Linked DNA regions of Gossypium hirsutum: region 1 is linked to region 2. The links are chromatin contacts, called in public Hi-C maps. All regions are on one chromosome and are shown on one strand. The core of a region is the stretch at or near the end of the contact, and the rest is flanking DNA. Distances in the headings are between cores, read along the strand shown.

The links. Hi-C and Micro-C count contacts between places; a contact is called where the count stands out from the background.
Region 1: a Hi-C map of leaf shows a contact between it and region 2, with 2.4 times the contacts expected there. The contact joins the promoter of LOC107920311 here to the enhancer-like site in region 2. A contact is called at or near these places in 8 of 34 Hi-C or Micro-C datasets (callus, fibers and leaf).

The regions. Positions count from the first base shown.
Region 1 is chrA08:100,305,824-100,309,002 of Gossypium_hirsutum_v2.1, reverse strand. LOC107920311 (cytochrome P450 78A9) reads left to right here and starts at 1,824. Exons shown (of 2, transcript XM_016849957.2): 1 at 1,824-3,179. The coding sequence starts at 2,398.
Region 2 is chrA08:99,732,469-99,735,425 of Gossypium_hirsutum_v2.1, reverse strand. No RefSeq gene overlaps it. Among protein-coding and RNA genes, the nearest start is that of LOC121204520, 9.0 kb to the right of the region's middle. Within about 2 kb of position 1,350, at least 9 of the 9 cell types and tissues checked have an H3K27ac peak or open chromatin away from gene starts, as enhancers often do. A contact at or near this core is called in fibers and leaf, where this site is marked.

The sequences.
Region 1 (3,179 bases), core at 575-3,074, 570 kb before region 2:
ATAAATTAGATTGAGAATTATAGATGAAACTTAGGCGGATTCTTACCTATGTATTATTTTGTTACTTGGTGAATACTTGATTGCTTTTGTGTTTCATTCTTGGGTGCATTCATTAGTTAACTTAAATAGTTTAACTTAATCTTAACTAATCTTTTGAATTATTAGGCTATATAATGGAAATGTGATAATTATTAGTAATTGTAATCATTGAGGTAATGATATATATATATATATATGTGTGTGTGCACACCATAAATATATTAGTACTTGATAATCGCACTTACCTTGATCAATTTATTAATTAGTTTAGTGTAATGTGAAAAAATTTTTAGTATAAATTAAATGTTAAAGAAATATACTAGGAATACTCATTATAATATTTCTATGGGGGTAATAAAATAGTTATTCAAAATTGGAAGATTACGCAATCTATAGTTTTTATCGAAATAATCAAATGATCCGCTCGGTCTGGTTTTTGGTTCATTAAAAAGCTGTGTAATTAGCTTCGAACTGCTGTCTTTTTATTAATATTTAAGGAACCTCATTTCCATGTTATTATTATTATTATTATAATCTGATGCTTCACCGAATGGTGAGAAGAGTAATTTAGTACACATTAAGATTAATTCATTTCTTTGGCTGCTATCTCCGACAATTTGCATTATTTTCCCTTTTTGAATGAAAATAATTAGTGAGTGGTGGGTCAAGTTTAGTCAACTGAACTGTTTCCTCCTACTACAATAGATTTGATTTATAATTATTTTACACCTTTATTTTGCCTAATTCAGTACATTCACTCAACAAATATTCTTAATTGACCAAATACCATAAACTCAGCATATCACTTATGGTTTTTTTTTTTTAGACAAAATGTAAGACCCTTTTGATATATATTTCTCATTCACAAAATTTGAACTGCATTAAATTTTTACAGCTCCATAACAACTTTTGATATTAAGTTCTTGTGACATTGACCATGGTTTAGTCTTTGGTATTGGTCTTGCCCTTTCTAGGAAACTGAGAAATTGAAAAGGCTTCAAGCTTTTGAGTGTTGACTACCTGATTGCTTCAAGCCAAACAAGATCAACGGTCAGGGATTGGTCATACTGCAACTTCAAAAATCCAGGACGTTCAATAACTGCCACGTGAACAGCATATTTATTCCAGAGTTTGACAACTATAACCATGTATCCAAGACACATGGACGGTGATAAATGCAAACAAAGCATGGGCATTAAAGGGAATAGGAGAGGGAAGCGAGAAGCAGGAGTTGTCACCATCAGACATTGCATGAAAGGAACACGTGTCGACAAGCCAGGCGATGGTTGAAATACGGTTTTTGGTGTTTGTGGGAAGGGATTTAGATATGGGCGTATTTAAGCCATCGCTGGGTGTCATGTTTTTTTTTTTTATTTACGCCTAAAAGCAGTGAATGATGGTAGAAGGCATGGGTGTCATGTGCTACAGTTGCTTTGCCACCCGACAACATCCGTCCACACGACCCCCTCGTGTCATTCCTTGGTAACTTGAACATTTTTAACACCCATGTTAACTTGTCCGAGGAATTTGTCCTCTTCACGCGCCACCCTTTTAATTTTCATCATCTATTTCTCAATCTTTGTATAAAATAAAGATTACAGTTCAGTATACCAAACTCATGTGTCCATATTCAATTTATTTTTAGTACACTACAAAGGAACATTTCTTGGTTGGGATTGAAAATGACATCATCAAAACTAGTAAATCAATATTTCTCTTCCTCCCAACCTTTTTGTTCGTTACTTCATTCTATCAAAAAGGTTCAACGAGGGAGCATTCTTGAAAATCATTTTTTTTTCATTACTGATTCATATATATATTACACAAAATAGTGGGTTAAATAATTATGTCACGCTAACGTTGAGGAATTTTTATTGGTTTCACACTCCACAATTGGGCCTCAATCTAGGGCTCATTTGCATAGTCCAGAATAGGTCAACCCAATTTCTTTTAGCACATATTTATTCATTTTGTGCGGTCTAGTTCCCGACATATAAACGTCAGCCACTAAGCACACGATCCCAGGAAATAAGGGTGTGTTTCCACGCGCTCCAATGTCGGAGATATCTTTTCCCTGTACTCCGTCATGCAATCGTGGCGGCGCAACTACTTTATATAAAGAAAACGAAATTACGGTGTTCTTAAAATACATTTAAAAAACATTCAAGATTTTACCACAAATATCGGCATTTGGCAGTATTTCTCCCGTAAGGAGGGTTATTGATTTTGTGACCGTCTAAGCGCATCCGCCCCTGTATAAATAGCATCCGCACTCATTAGTGTTTACACCCTAAAATATAAAAGCCAGCATCCTTGTACTCCCCTTGTTTCAATTCCCAGAATCCAGCCTCCAACGCCATGAGAAGTGAGATAGAGAGTGTTTGGGTGTTTGCCCTTGCATCCAAATGGCGAACCTTTTCTCAAGAAAGCTTTGCATGGTCGATTTTCATCATTCTTCTTGCCTGGCTAATCATGACCCTTGTCTACTGGGCTTACCCTGGTGGCCCAGCCTGGGGCAAGTACAGGATCGTGAACCGTTCCTCACTTACTGCTGCTAACAAGAGGAGAATTCCAGGGCCTAGAGGTTTGCCTCTAATAGGCAGCATGAAGCTGATGGCCAGCTCCTTGGCTCACCACCGGATTGCGGCCGCAGCAGAAGCATGCAAAGCCAAGAGGCTAATGGCCTTTAGCCTGGGTGACACTCGTGTTATCGTCACGTGCAATTCGGATGTAGCGAGAGAGATTCTCAACAGCTCTGTGTTTGCTGATAGGCCGGTAAAAGAGTCGGCTTATAGCTTGATGTTCAACAGAGCAATCGGGTTCGCACCTTACGGGGTTTACTGGCGAACCCTGAGGAGAATCGCGGCTACGCACCTTTTCTGTCCTAAGCAAATCAGAGGTGCCGAGGAACAGAGACGCCAGATCGCCTCTGAAATGGTCACCTTATTTGCTCTCCATAACCAAAGCTTCCACGTCCGCCAACTGCTCAAACGAGCTTCTCTAAACAACATGATGGCTTCAATATTCGGACGAAAATATAACTTAAATTCCACCAGCAATGAAGTCGAACAACTTCGAGCTTTGGTTGAAGAAGGCTACGATTTACTGGGCTCATTAAATTGGTCCGACCATCTTCCATG
Region 2 (2,957 bases), core at 101-2,600:
TTCAACCAATCTTTCTCGAAGAAGTTGTGATCTCTTGACTCGGTTTCCCTTAATATTTTTCCTCATCTCTGTAAACCAATTCGGGTATGCTCAAGTTTATCCAATACACTGCCAGTTTTCTCCTTCCATAAATTCTTAACAACTTCTTCACATGAAGGCTCAGTTATCCACTATGATTCGAACTTGAATAGATTACCCCCATATTGTTTTACTTTTGACCTTGTTTGGATTAAAATTGGGCAATAATCAGAGAAAAAATGTGGTGGATGTTGTACCAAATAATAAAAAAATAAATTCAGCCATTCCGAATTTGCTACTCTCTTATTGAGCTGATCCCTTATGTTTGTATCCGCAAAATTACCTTTTTCCCAAGTAAATTTTTGTCCACTATATCCCATATCAGTTAGATCGCATTCTTCCAGGGTTTTTCGAAATTCCTCCGTCTACCTTTCGTCTCTTATTGCCCCTCCCATTTTCTCGTGTGCATACATGATCTCATTGAAGTCTCCACAGACACACCACGGTATTAAGCAATTGTTCCTTAGTCGGTGAAGTAGATTCCATGACTCTTGCTTGTTTGAATGACTGGGATTGCCATAAAATCTAGTGAATTGCCACGTATATGGATTATCTTCTTCCTTAATTTCCACATCAATATGATTTTTTGAATAGCTACAGACATGAACTAGATTGTTTCCATTCCATGCAAGACTTAACCCACCTCGCGAACCATTACCTGGAATATCCATCCCATTAAGAAAAAAGTTTCGTAAGGGGACTGGAGCAGGCTACCATGAGACAAAAGATCTTTCTAAAGAGATTCGATTCGCCACACCGTTTTCGAAGACGTTCCATTCAGATACAATCTAATTTTGTCTCCATTAAGAAGACCATTTGGGTTTTATATATCTTCAACGTGTGTTGAAGCCTTCGAAAAGCTTGAGGATTCCCCAAACCTCTGGCATTCTAGCATAGAATTTTCATTGGTTCCGGTTAGCTGGCCATTTGCCAGCCGCTGATATAATTTGTGAAAAAACATCTTCATCCTCTATAGACCTCATCATCTCCATTATTGTACTACCATCCAAATTTCCCTCATCAGTTCTTGGTTTTTTGTTATGTTTTCAGCTAATGGTCCAAAATCGGACGCTTCCTCTTGATGTAGTTTTCGTTTACCTATTGTAAGATCAGTCATATTTGAGTCGCTATTTCCCTTATGGTATAATCGGCGCCAGCTTCTTTTTTTGTGGCCCAATTGAAATATTTCTTTTGGATTAATGGGCCCTTTATCCTCAGATTTTTTTTATCATTTTCCGTAGCACAATACCAATTTATGATGGCCTGCTCCACCTCTATTGTAGGTCCCACTTATTAGAGTTTGCATTTAAAGTATCTGTTGTAGGGCACCAATTCTTTTTGGACTCTTCTTCCTCTTTTGTAGCCAAAACTTAGGGAGAAAAATTAGAATCTCTTTCTTCGGAATTTTCCTGTATTTTCTCCGTTTCCCACTTCCCGGAGTTCTTTATCGATCTAACTTCACTCTCCGGCCGACGATATGGAATAGACTTTTCTAGCAAAAGAGCATCTTCTTTTTTCCCCAGTTCCTCTCCCGCGTAAAAACATTGCTTCATTGATTTTTTCTGTATTGATCCAAAAATTAGACATTCTTTCCCTACCATGGAAGATTTTGCCTTAAGTGCTATTGAGAAAGGATGCTCATCATCTACCTTTATACGATCTTCCGGGCTTGTTTCCGAACATTCCTTAATCTCATTGCCCATTCTTCCGCAACCAAAATAGAAAGTTAGGAGATTTTCATATTTAAAGGATATCCATATTTTCATCCATATTTTCTCTTTCTCATTCGGAGAAACAAAGACACCCTTTCTTAATTATTTTTGAACATCTAGGTTAACTTTGATTCAACAGAATTCCCCTTTTATATCAGATCTAATAACTCCCCCAAAAGTAGATCCAATTGCATGCATCAAATCCTTTTTGTCACATTCTGGTGGACACGGGCCAACTTTCATCCAAAACAGGGAGAAGGTTAGTTGATTCTTGTTTCTCTCCAGAGGTTGCGTCAGTCTATCAAAAATGATTAATTGTTTTCGAATTAGCCATGGATGCCTTTCCAAGATCTGTTCCAAGGCCTCCTCATCTTTAAAAGAGATCGTAAACAGATTTTGCCCTGCGATAAGAATCTCGAACTTCTTTTTTGTTTTCCATATGCTTCGTAATTGTGCTCGCAAGCTATCTGGATTATATGTTTTCTTTGTACAAATAGAGCAGATCAGCGTCAGATTTTCTGATGGAGTTACTAATGAATTTTTCACCGTTAGTTGGATTAACTACTCCTCAAGGAGAGCAATTTCGTTTTTTTCGTCCTTCGATTCGAAGACACTGCTCATCTTCTTCCCAACCACAGTACTCGCTGTTTCTTCGGGAAGTTCAATGAGAGCACTCTTGACTCCTTTTTTCTATTGAGTTTTTTAAAGTTCAGACTGTTTTTAAAATCTTAAAAATCTGAAAAAGTGGTCGTAATAAGATTACACTCTATATTATAGCATCTCGATATTGTTTAAGAATATAAGATTACTAAATAATTGGAATATTGAGAATCCAAACATTCTAATCTTATTTCGAAATATTACACTATAAGTTGTATGTAATATTCGATCAACGAGACCCCCTAAATGTTACAATAAATCCTATTTTATTTTCATGTTTTAACACTAGCCACTCTTCTCATATTTCTCTCTTCCCTCTTTGCTCATTTCTATTTGCACGTTGTTTTGCTATTTTCATTGTTGTTTGCTTACAAACAATAGTAAAAACATTTGAATTAAAGAAAATAATTATTTAAATAAATAATAAATAATTACATCAATAATAAAAAATATCATGATATATTATTTAATTAGTAAAATTACAATTTAACCTATTTTTAAAATTTT